2 separate regions of the Mus musculus genome follow, and region 2 is linked to region 1. The links are chromatin contacts, called in public HiChIP or PLAC-seq maps. All regions are on one chromosome and are shown on one strand. Each heading gives the region's core, a stretch centred on a gene start, on an enhancer-like site or on the middle of the called end of the contact. The rest is flanking DNA. Distances are from core to core; before and after follow the strand shown. Region 1 holds the start of Mpp4 (membrane protein, palmitoylated 4 (MAGUK p55 subfamily member 4)). Region 2 overlaps Als2 (alsin Rho guanine nucleotide exchange factor).

Evidence for each region. HiChIP or PLAC-seq counts read pairs in DNA pulled down with a chosen protein or histone mark.
Region 2: an H3K27ac HiChIP or PLAC-seq map of the HPC-7 cell line shows a contact between it and region 1, with 4 times the contacts expected there. The contact joins the enhancer-like site here to the promoter of Mpp4 in region 1. A contact is called at or near these places in 5 of 39 promoter capture datasets (the HPC-7 cell line, embryonic stem cells, macrophages and 1 more), 6 of 115 datasets of contacts at active chromatin or transcription factors (CD8 T cells, the HPC-7 cell line, the SCID.adh cell line and 2 more) and 3 of 9 other capture datasets (adipose tissue, liver and pancreatic islet).

The regions. Positions count from the first base shown.
Region 1 is chr1:59,159,812-59,164,753 of GRCm38.p6, reverse strand. Mpp4 (membrane protein, palmitoylated 4 (MAGUK p55 subfamily member 4)) reads left to right here and starts at 3,118. Exons shown (of 22, transcript NM_145143.3): 1 at 3,118-3,222. It overlaps Als2 (alsin Rho guanine nucleotide exchange factor), which reads left to right. Exons shown (of 34, transcript NM_028717.6): 34 at 539-1,998. The coding sequence ends at 577.
Region 2 is chr1:59,194,054-59,199,563 of GRCm38.p6, reverse strand. Als2 (alsin Rho guanine nucleotide exchange factor) reads left to right here. Exons shown (of 34, transcript NM_028717.6): 10 at 373-544; 11 at 3,193-3,373; 12 at 5,466-5,510. Among named protein-coding and RNA genes, the nearest start is that of Mpp4, 35 kb to the right of the region's middle. Within about 2 kb of position 3,768, at least 5 of the 459 cell types and tissues checked have an H3K27ac peak or open chromatin away from gene starts, as enhancers often do. A contact at or near this core is called in the HPC-7 cell line, where this site is marked.

The DNA of each region.
Region 1 (4,942 bases), core at 1,869-4,368:
TGGGTTTATAGTGAGGCCCCTTTCCCACATTGCTGGTAACAGGGCAGCGAGCAGTTAGGCTGCTCTCTAAGAACAGTTACTAGAGACTGTCATGGCCAAGCGCTGGTGTGTTTGACTCAGGATCCCACTCCCTGGGATTTCTCCTAAGAAGTCAAGAGTGGAAATTGTGCACCACTCTGGTGTGTGAGTCCTAAGCACACAAGCACTTTGGGATCACTGCTTCTCAGAAATTCAGTCTTGGAAACTCTGACTTGCTGTGTGGTGTGTGGGGCTGCTCAGCCTTCGAGTAGTAAATGTGGACGAGCTCTGCTCACATTGTCCCGTGTACCCTCACACTTCCCAGTCACCAGTGAATGGTCTCATGTTAATCAGTAAAGACCGGTACACAGAGGAAATAGAGGGCAAGTGTTTGTTGTTGTTAGGCTACAGTAGCCATTGGCTGGAGAGAGCTTGGTGAGGTAGACAATGTGCCTTCAGTAAGGGATTGTTTTTTCCCAAGTCTTAAAGAAACTGAATCTGAATTTGTTTGGATTTTCAGGCCTGTTACTTCCAGATTCAGCGGGAGAAGCTTAACTAGGGCGCCTGACAGCTTGAGGACCGGATTATCTGCTGCGGAGGCTACAGCTATGGCACAGGCACCGACTGGAGGCTGATGGGGCAAAGAACAGTGTTGAATACAGAATGGACTTTTGTGCTATTTTGGTTGTAATTTCTGAGCCTTACTAATAATTAGAGCCCAGCATGGAAAACATACTGTATCATTCAAATGGAGACTGGAAAAGGAGATAGGGATAGAGTAGAGTCTTTGGCCTGTGCTGAGATCCACACACCTACTTAGAAAAGGAAACTGGTTACCCTTTCCTGTAGTGAAAGCTCTCAGCTCCATGCAGTTCCAGGAAACCTTTCCAGGAAAGCTGCTTAGATGAAAAGAAGTTGATGACTGTGTTTAAGCTCCTGGTTTGTCTAATTCCATTTGCAGTTACCCAATACCCTTTGGCAAGGAGCAGGTTTTACTTGAACTGAAGCAGCCATCCCTTGCCTTCCTAGACCTCTCCCAGGCACAAGTGCAGCATGCTACTTTGCTAGGGGTGGGGGTGGGGGAGAAGAAGTTTTAAACTGTAGTTTTAACCTTTTGTAAGCCCCTTTACCAAGGCATTTGTGGTCAGAGAGCTCCCACGGGGTGACTATGACATCCTGGTCCCCTCGTGGAATGCATCCACATAGGATCTTCTGCCTGCTGACTGAAAAGAACATAGGAATACACTGGAGTGCAAACACTGCCGTGCCAAGCTGCTCCAAACCTCACTGATCCGAGGCCCACTGCCTACCCAGGAGGCCCGTAAGCTTCTTAGCACAAGCTTTGTGTGGAGACTGAAGATCTGCACATGTGAGGAAGCAGGGAGCTACAGTGGCCCTCAGCCCAGTCTGCGGGTCTTCCCTCTACCTCACACTGAACTCAGAAGGGAAGGAAGGAGAGACGCACATGGGATTCTCCCACCTCAGAAGTATTGTGACAGCACCGCATAACCACGGTTTGCTCTTTTACAAGCAGCCTCACAAGTGTGGGTTGTGGGTGTGCGCTGGAGCAGTGCCACTCGTAGCTGTTTGGATACCACAGGTGCTCTTCTGTCTCATCTGCTGTACTCGGAGGCGAGCGCAGTGGCCTGACTCATGGGAAATGACTCAGCAGGCGGCAACTACTTTTGAAAAGGATCATGATTTCCGAGCTACTTTATAATCAAGACAAGCATTTGTTAACATACTGTTTTGGAATGTTGGCTGTAATGTAACAGCAGTTTTCATAATAAATGACATTCATCTCTACGAAGCTGTTCTATGACTGTGGAAGAAATGACATGGGGCAGACTGTACTTTAAAGAGTGCTCAGTTTACAGTATTCTTTCTCCACATTGTAATCCATGCCTCAGACCTCAGGAACCCCTGGGGTTTTTAATTCACTTAACTACTAGCCAATTTCTGGCAAAGAGCAAGTTAATTCTGATCCCGATAACCCAGAGACAAAGGTCTCCAAGGAAAACTGCTGCTGTGAGTAAGACAGTTGTGGGCTTTGTTTTTGTTTAGGGAAGGGCTAGAGGAACAGGTTTAGGAGGATAGCACTGTCCGCATCTCTCCGCCTACCGTCTTCTGCCAGGCCGAGCTGCTCCCTGTGGAGAGGGACCAACTCTTTCTCATTTCGCATATTTTTAGTTTGTGAGCCAAGACACAAATGCCAGATTTGGCTAGTAAAGCCAAAGTAATTGAACACCTACCTCCTTCAGAGAAAGATCAGGAGGGGCTAATAGTGGGAATGGATGGAAACTTGGACAATAGGACCAGAGAAATTCTCAAATGGCAGCATGCCATCTCACATCTCTGAGAACCCGTTGCAATTCAATCTTCTAATTTCAGTTTTAAGAGAAGCTGCCTAACCACTGTATTTTCCTCATTCTACACAGTTCTTGAGTTGCAGCTTAAAACAATAAATTTTCATGTGTGTGTGGAAAACCCTAAATCTCCAGGCACTGTCTGTGACTAGAAATACCAGCACCTATGTAACTCACAGCAGCCCTCAGCAGTGCCAGTCTGGGGGCTCCCTTTCCCTATCGGTGAATAGCTATAGTTTGCTGTGTCTGCGCTGGGACTCCAACCCAGAGCTTCCCGACTTTCCTCTACTCTTTCCCACTGCCTATGCCCCGCAGATGTGTTCTGCATTAGGCCTTGAAAAGCTGAAGTTAAGAAAAGTAAAAGCCTCTGGTGGGTGTAGTGGCACACCTTTGTAGTCTGAGCCCTTGAGGGTGGAGGAAGTTCAGTTATCCTTGGTTATACACACAGTTTGAGGCTACCGGGGCTACATAAGACTCTGTCTCAAAAAAAAAAAACAAACTAAAAGTAGGAAAGATTTGAAGGGGGGCGATTGGTGTTTGTTATCTGGAAACAGTCAACAGAAATATTAAGGGCTTGTATGGGAGTGTAGTACTCATGTGAGAGAAAGCTCACTGTGGTGGAGGATAATGTAAATGAGATGTTCCCTTGCAGGGACAGCTAGGGCTGCTGCGGAGGCTTAGAAGAGGTCCAGGGTTAGCCTGCAAGGGCAGGATTATGCCAAAGAGGATGCACAGAGCTTTTCTCTAGAGCATCAGGTGACTGGCAGCTAGCAGCCTCCTGGTGCTTCCTGCTTGCTTCTCTCTTGCCAGGAGCAACACTGTGTTTTCATCCTTGCAGGTAAGAGTCTGCTCGCAATGCCGCATTTCCAGAAGGCACCAGCAGCAGCTACAGATAATCGTGGGTAGTCTGTGTTAAAGTGGTTGACTGTCCTACAGTACCATCTCTTAAGCGTGGCACAGTGCGTTGTCAAAGAGTTCAAGTGAAACTGTCCCATCTTCTGTGAGGGCCTTGGATGCAGAGGAAGCCAGCAGGCCATTTCTCAGGGAGGGTTGCATATGGGCTTTTTCAAGATTTCCATATTGAAAAATACTTTAGAAAACAAGCCTAGTGGGTAAGAGGTCAGGACTTTGAATAGCAATTGTTTTAAAGCAGAAGGAAATGCTTTAAATGTTTTAATTATAATGTTTAATTACAATTTAATTGTGTGTGTGTGTACGCTTGTGTGCAAGTGTGCGCGCATGCGTTTGTGGAAGCCCTGGTGCTTGTGGAGGTCAGAGAACAACTGAAAACAGCTCCCTCCTACCATGTGGGTTCAAAGTCATCAGACTTGGCAGCGAATGCATTTCCTGCTGAGCTACCCCAGAGACCCAAAGCTGAATTTTAAGGTAATGCTGCGTACATTCCAGGTATTCATGGTGACCACTTGCTTTATAACACAGTTTTTAATTGCCTTTTCTTATTCCCTACCTCTTTACCCTATAAATCACCTGTCTAGAATCCTTCATTCTGGCGCAATTCAAACCAAGGCACTTAAACACATAAGGTTATTATTTAAATCCACATAGTGCCCCACCAGTAATAAAAAGGATAAGGTAAAGAAAGATATAGCTTAGCTGGTAGAATGCTTGTGTGGCATATGTGAAGTCCAGGGTTCAGTTCCCAGCACCACATAAACCATTTGTGGTCACACATGCCTGTCACACAACCCCAGCCCTTGGGAGGTGGAGACCGGAGGATGAGAGCATCTGGTGATCCTTGACTAGAGAGAAAGTCTGAGGCCAGCATGGACTACATGGGACTCTGTCACCAAACAAACAGGAAACCAACCAAAAGCAAGATAGCTGAAAACAGCTCCCTCCTACCATGTGGATACTGTGTATTTAAGCGTGTGAGTGTGGATAGATAGCACAGAAGCACACATGTGAGCCTACACAAAACCCTGAAAGGATGTAGCAACTTTGAATGCAGGAGTAAATAGACTCCAGGAGTGCTGTGCTGTAGTGGTTTCCTGAGTCACAAGCAGGATTAGCGCTGATAGAATGATTTTCTGATTTGGTAGACTACTTGGTAAGGTTTAATGTGCAATGTGTTAATTCTTCAATTATGATGGTAGCGTTTCTTCAAATTTATTGGTTTCTTGCAAACTATTTTGTGTTTGTAAGAAGAAACTTTGTTTGTTTGTTTGTTTTTGTGTTTTTTAAGACAGGGTTTCTCTGTGTAGCCCCAGCTGTCCTGTAACTCGCTCTGTAGACCAGTCTGGTCTTAAACTCACAGAATCACCTGCCTCTGCTTCCTGAGTGCTGGAATTAAAGGCGTGCGCCACCACTGCTTGAAAAGTTGAGTTATACATTCAGGTCATTCTGGGGTTGATTTATGTTTGTTTCTTCAGTGACATGAAGTTAGACACTTGCACATTCTGCAGGGACAGTGATTATCTATCACATAGAACAAGTTCTAAGCCTTTCCCTGAGACCCCTACCTTCCCTTTGCCCTTGCCTCCTTCGCCCTGTCCTCATCCTGCCGGCTGAGGTATAAACATGACAGCTGGAAATGCACC
Region 2 (5,510 bases), core at 2,519-5,018, 34 kb before region 1:
ACTCATAGAGATCTGCCTGCCTTTGCCTCCAGAGTCCTGAGATTAAAGGGCTCTGAGCTGTGTAACTCTTTTATCATTGGTGTCTTTGTATGTCTAAGGTATCTTGGAGATGAATAGAATTAGGTATATATAGTTATTCACATTTAGCAGTGGTATGTGAGTACACCAACTCCAAAGCAAATGAGAAGAGCTCTGATATGCACTGTTTGTAAATCTTCATTTTTAAGCTATTGGCAGTTTAATGACTGCTTACCAGCACCTGGTATCTGAACCTTTGGCTCCTGTCTGCTGCTGTGAGCCCATACAACATGCCAGATTGCTGTTTATAAATGATATTTTATCCTTAATCTTTTTATTTTCTACCTGTTTTAGCTTGGATACATAAGCAGAGTAACAGCAGGAAAAGATAGCTATCTAGCCTTGGTGGATAAGAACATCATGGGATACATCGCCAGTCTCCATGAGTTGGCTTCTACAGAAAGACGGTTTTACTCAAAACTGAGCGAAATCAAATCACAGATACTTAGGCCTCTTCTCAGTTTAGGTAAGTTGATACCTCCCGCTGCCTGCACCCCCAGATCATCCGGGCTCTTGTTTTAGCTGTTCTTTCTGTATTGTCAAGAGGCATGTTTGTTTGTCTGCTCATTTGCTTTTGTAGACAGGGTGTCCTGTAGCCTCACTATGCAGCTGAGGAAGAGCTTGAACTCTTGTTCCTTTTGTCGCCACCATCCAGTTGCTGAGGCTGCAGGTGGAAGCTGCCATGCCTGCCTTTTTTTTTTTTTTTTAAAAAGATTTATTTATTGTTATATGTAAATACACTGTAGCTGAGAGGGTATCAGATCTCATTACAGATGGTTGTGAGCCACCATGTGGTTGCTGGGATTTGAACTCAGGACCTTCAGAAGAGCAGTCAGTGAGCCATCTCACCAGCCCATGCCTGCCTTTTTTATGGTTGGTTCTATGTTTGTTTGTTTGTTTAAGGCCCGGGCTGACCTCAGACAGTCAGTCTCACTACTACCTGGGACTATAAGGATGCACCACAGTGCCTTGCTTGCTTTAAGAAAGCTGTTTGTGTTAATGGTTTATTCCTCTACCCCACACCCCTATGCTCCAAGCAATTCACAGCTGTTTGCCTGGATGCCCCAACTCTGTCTTCATATTCCCCTGAGCTCCTTCTTCCTGTACCCATAGAGACTAGAGCTTTAGGAAGATGTGGCTGAAGAGAGAAGTATCTTCTTAGGGAAAGTTGTGCCTAGAAACTAGACTTGAGCAATACTTCTGCATCCTAGCTAGTCCTTACACACCTTATAGCTTCCACAGACTTTTTCCCCCTCATTTTTTTCTTACAGTTCCTAGAATCCTATCATTCATATATGTGAGTCAATTAACTAGATGTTTATTCGGTCACAGAGAGGAGTTAGAAGTGATGCAGTATGGCAGAGGAAGTAGTTCCCACAGTTCCTGGGCTGCCCCATCCTTGTGTCCAGGGTATTTGGGGTCTCTAGGACATTAGTAAGGCATACATAGTGAGGGCTGGGAGCTGGGCTAAATGATCAGCCCTTATCTCAAAAACAAACAGCCCTCTCAGCAAGCAAAACAACCTTTCCCTGTCCTGCCAGGTTTTCTAGGTTTGGCCCTGTACATGGACAACAGAGATGGGGCTTTCTCTCTTTCTCTTACCCCATAGCCAGTGTTAGGGCTCAGGATTTAAGCTAATGGTCCAGCACGTTAGTTTCACCCTTGTAAGGAAATGCAGGCTTGTGTGCTGAGCTCATTGTTTCTAGTGGAAAAATACCTACTGTACCAGCTAACTCAGCAATTTGCTTTTGTTTATTTGGATTTTGTTTGCTCTTTAGTTTTTGAATTAGGGTCTTACGTATCCTCATTAGCCTTCAAGTCTCCAAGGATGATTGAACTTGCATTCCTCATGCCTCCTGAATACTGCAGCTATAGGCTTGGACCACCACTTCTGACTAATGTAACTGTATTTGCGAATACAGTCCCTATGTAACTTGAGGATTTTTATTTTTTGTCTGTAATCTGTTTTGCTTTGTAAGGGTTATAGAGCCCCTGTTGTGTGGGCTCTCAGGAATTATGGGATTTGGGCAAGAGAAAGAAGCAACAGGGACTTCCTGGGTTGTTTTGAAGAAAGGGGAGTCTACTGACTGACCAGGTCTTGATTTCTCTGTTGGTCTTTGTTATTTTCTTCTTCAGCCTCATTGCTAGAAATGAGGAACTGCAGCCTAGGAAAGTCAGATAATTAGCTGTGCCCTAAAATTTAGAGTGACCTAGGCCACCTGAAGTGTAAGTTACCTGTGTGCTGAAGAATTGGGCTTCTCCCTGGGTCAAGTGCATCAGCAGCCAATGCAAAAAGTTTAAGATGCTAAATAAGAGCAGAGCCCAAACAAGCTTAGTTGCTAGAGCTGGCATGCTCAAGGCCCTGAGTCAGTTCCCAGCCCTGCATAAGTCAGGGCATGGTAGTATATTCTTGTAACCTAGCTTGTAGGAGGGAGAATCAGAGGATATGAAAGTTCAAAGTCATCTTAAAAAAGAAAAATATCTATTTGTAAGAGTGAATTTAATTCTTGGTTGCTACCCTGTTACCACTGTGTGAAATTAAATTATTCATTTCTCTCCTTTTGTTTTACATTACCTATTTTCAAATTTTAACAGGTATTAGTTTCATTGGATTCCCAATTTAGCTGTTATTATTTTTCAAAAAAAAAAAAAAAAAAACACCTGGGAAACTTAAAAGAAACATCCATCCTGAGATGCTAATACCAAATCAGTCATCTGACAGTTCCTATAGATAAGGTCATAAGTATGGCTTATGTGCACATGTGAGCCCAGAGGAGAACACTGGGTTCTTCTGTCACTCTCTGTCTTACTCCTTTGGTTCAGGGTCTCATACTGAACCTGGAGCTCACTAGTTTTTAGCTAGACTGGTGGTAGCAAGCTCTGGGATCCTCCTGCCTCCCAACATCCATTTCCACTTGAGGTTGTAGGTCAGGTCTTCCTATTTGCACTTTTAACTACTGAGCCATCTCAGGGATTACCGAAGTTGATTTTTGTAATGTTTTTGGAAGTGGTTTGCGTTCCATAGATTAGAACTTGTTTCAACAGAGTAAGTATTCTCAGAAAGAGCAAACTCGTAAGAAAGCATTTGGTTTTCATGTTATCATTTTGTTGTAGAAAATTTGGGCACAGTGACCACTGTCCAGCTGTTGCAGGAAGTTGCCAGCCGGTTCAGCAAGTTGTGTTACCTCATTGGGCAGCATGGAGCCTCACTAAGCAGCTACCTACAGGGCATGAAGGAAGCCAGCAGCCTGGTCATCATGAAGCACTCAAGTCTTTTCCTGGACAGCTACACAGAGCAAGTATCTGTCCCATGTCATGTGCAGTCACAATCTGCAAGGGGAGTCTCTCCTCAGTCAGAGGAGAGTGGACAGGGACAGTGCTGCCAGGCAGGAGAACTGAGAAGCAGTGCTACCTTAGCCAGCCATAGTTTTGCAGTGCTCAAATTCAGTCTTCTTCCTTAAGGGGAAAGGGGTAACAACGAGTTCTCGTATTCCCTTCTGTTATGATCTGGAATGTCGCATGGCTTCAGAAGGACCACGCCAGGCCAGATAGTTCCACGTGAGGTTTATTGGGAGAGAGAGGAGTAAGGTGGCGGCAGAAAGAGAAGGGGGGGAAGGGAGGGAGAGGGGAGAGAGAGATCAGGGGAGCCTTTCTTTATATATGAGTGATGATGTAATCACAGGTGAAGGTGGGAAATGAGCCAAGTGGATTCTGGGAGTATGGTGGCTGTTGCCTTGGCAACAGGTGTTCAGGTCCCACCTATGTGATATCACAGGTCTTGGAGGTCCTGATACCAACACTTTCTATGTCCAGCAGCAGGTGATAGCATACTTTATTTACACACAGTATTCTGTCATAAGTCTGCTTGTTTTGTTTACTTAAGGAAATTATACCAAAATATGAGGAAATAAAGAACAAACTCATTTACAGCTGTGAGTGTGAAGCTGTTCTGAGCCTGCTTTTAACTGCTGTGTGATGGGACACTGCAGCTACGTTTAACATAACCGTGCCTTCTGTGTGACTCCAAGGCTGGTTGACTACGCAAGGTTCTTTGCATGTTTGTAAGAAAAATGTACCAAGTATATTTGTAAACTATTTCTCGTTTTTTCTTGATTTTTATTTTGGTATGATGGAGGCATTAATTTAAGTGTTATTTTAATGTAGACCAGGTGACACTGTTAGTTTGAAGTATGTGTTGTTTTTATACGTAGTTCATTTATTCTCCATCCATCTGACAGAAACGGACCCAGTGTCAGCAAGTGCCAGGCACTGCACAGAGTTACAGCGTGGGGTCAGTGAGAAACACCTGTTGTGGGGAGTTCCTGTCATGCCCGTGGTTTCCTTGGGCTATAAATATCCCAAGGACTAATGAATGCGTGTTTATTATCGAAAGCTACAGGCAGTGCTAATCAAAAGGATATTTAAAGTTGCCCTTTCCTCCCTACCAATTGAAATAACCTCCTGCAGTTACCTTAGGATTTTCCTTTCAAACTTAGTGTAAGTGACTTCAGCCCCAGGCAAATTAAATTTACTGGAAGCTGTTGTCTAGGAAGAAATATCTTTACTTTAGTCTTCTAACTCATTAAACTTAAAAAAAAAAAGATAGAACTTGACACTAGTTTATTTTTACAATTAGACTTTGTTATCTGCGTGAAGTTTCAGCTTCATTGTGCAGTTTTCTGTTTTTGTCTTGTACTTACCACCATCCCTCCATTTCCTTTTCTTTCTATTACTTACGGCCTTTTGCTTTAAAAAGCAGTTTTTGATACCTTGGCTACTGTTTAAAGTGGAATAACTATTCCTATAGGTAAGATAAATAAAACTAACTTACATCTTAAAGGACTTTACCACAGTGGCTCCTGTTTTGGAAGACTCTCTGTCCCCGTCAGTATCAGTTGCGTGCTAGTCCAAGAGTATGAAGAGAGCCTTCCTGTTCAGAGGAGCTTGCCTCCTCCCTCCATTTGCTCTAGAGCATTGGTTGTATTAATCAGCGTGTTCTGCTCTCAGCCCCCTACACCCCTAAGTGTTTTCACAGCCTTCACCATTCATTTTCTGACGATTTAATTGGAGAACTTGAAATGAAGATTAAATTTCCATTTAAAATCCTACAGTTTCAAGCATGTTTTCTCCAGCTTGTTTAGTTTGGAAGTCCTACCTGCCAGGCAGGTCTGAATGGCACAGTGCTTTTGAAGAAATCTCTTTATGTTACTGTCCCTACTGACCTTGCATTGATCACTCCCCTGTTGAATCTACCTGTTGTCTTCTTCATTAACATTGAGGTCACAAAGTTCTCACAGTCATGAAGAAGATTTCAGAAGTGACTGCATATGCACATGAAATTTCATTCCATCACTAATGCCTATGTGTCTGTTTTTTTTCCACCCAAGGTACTGCACATCAGTTTCAAATTTCCTGGTTATGGGAGGATTCCA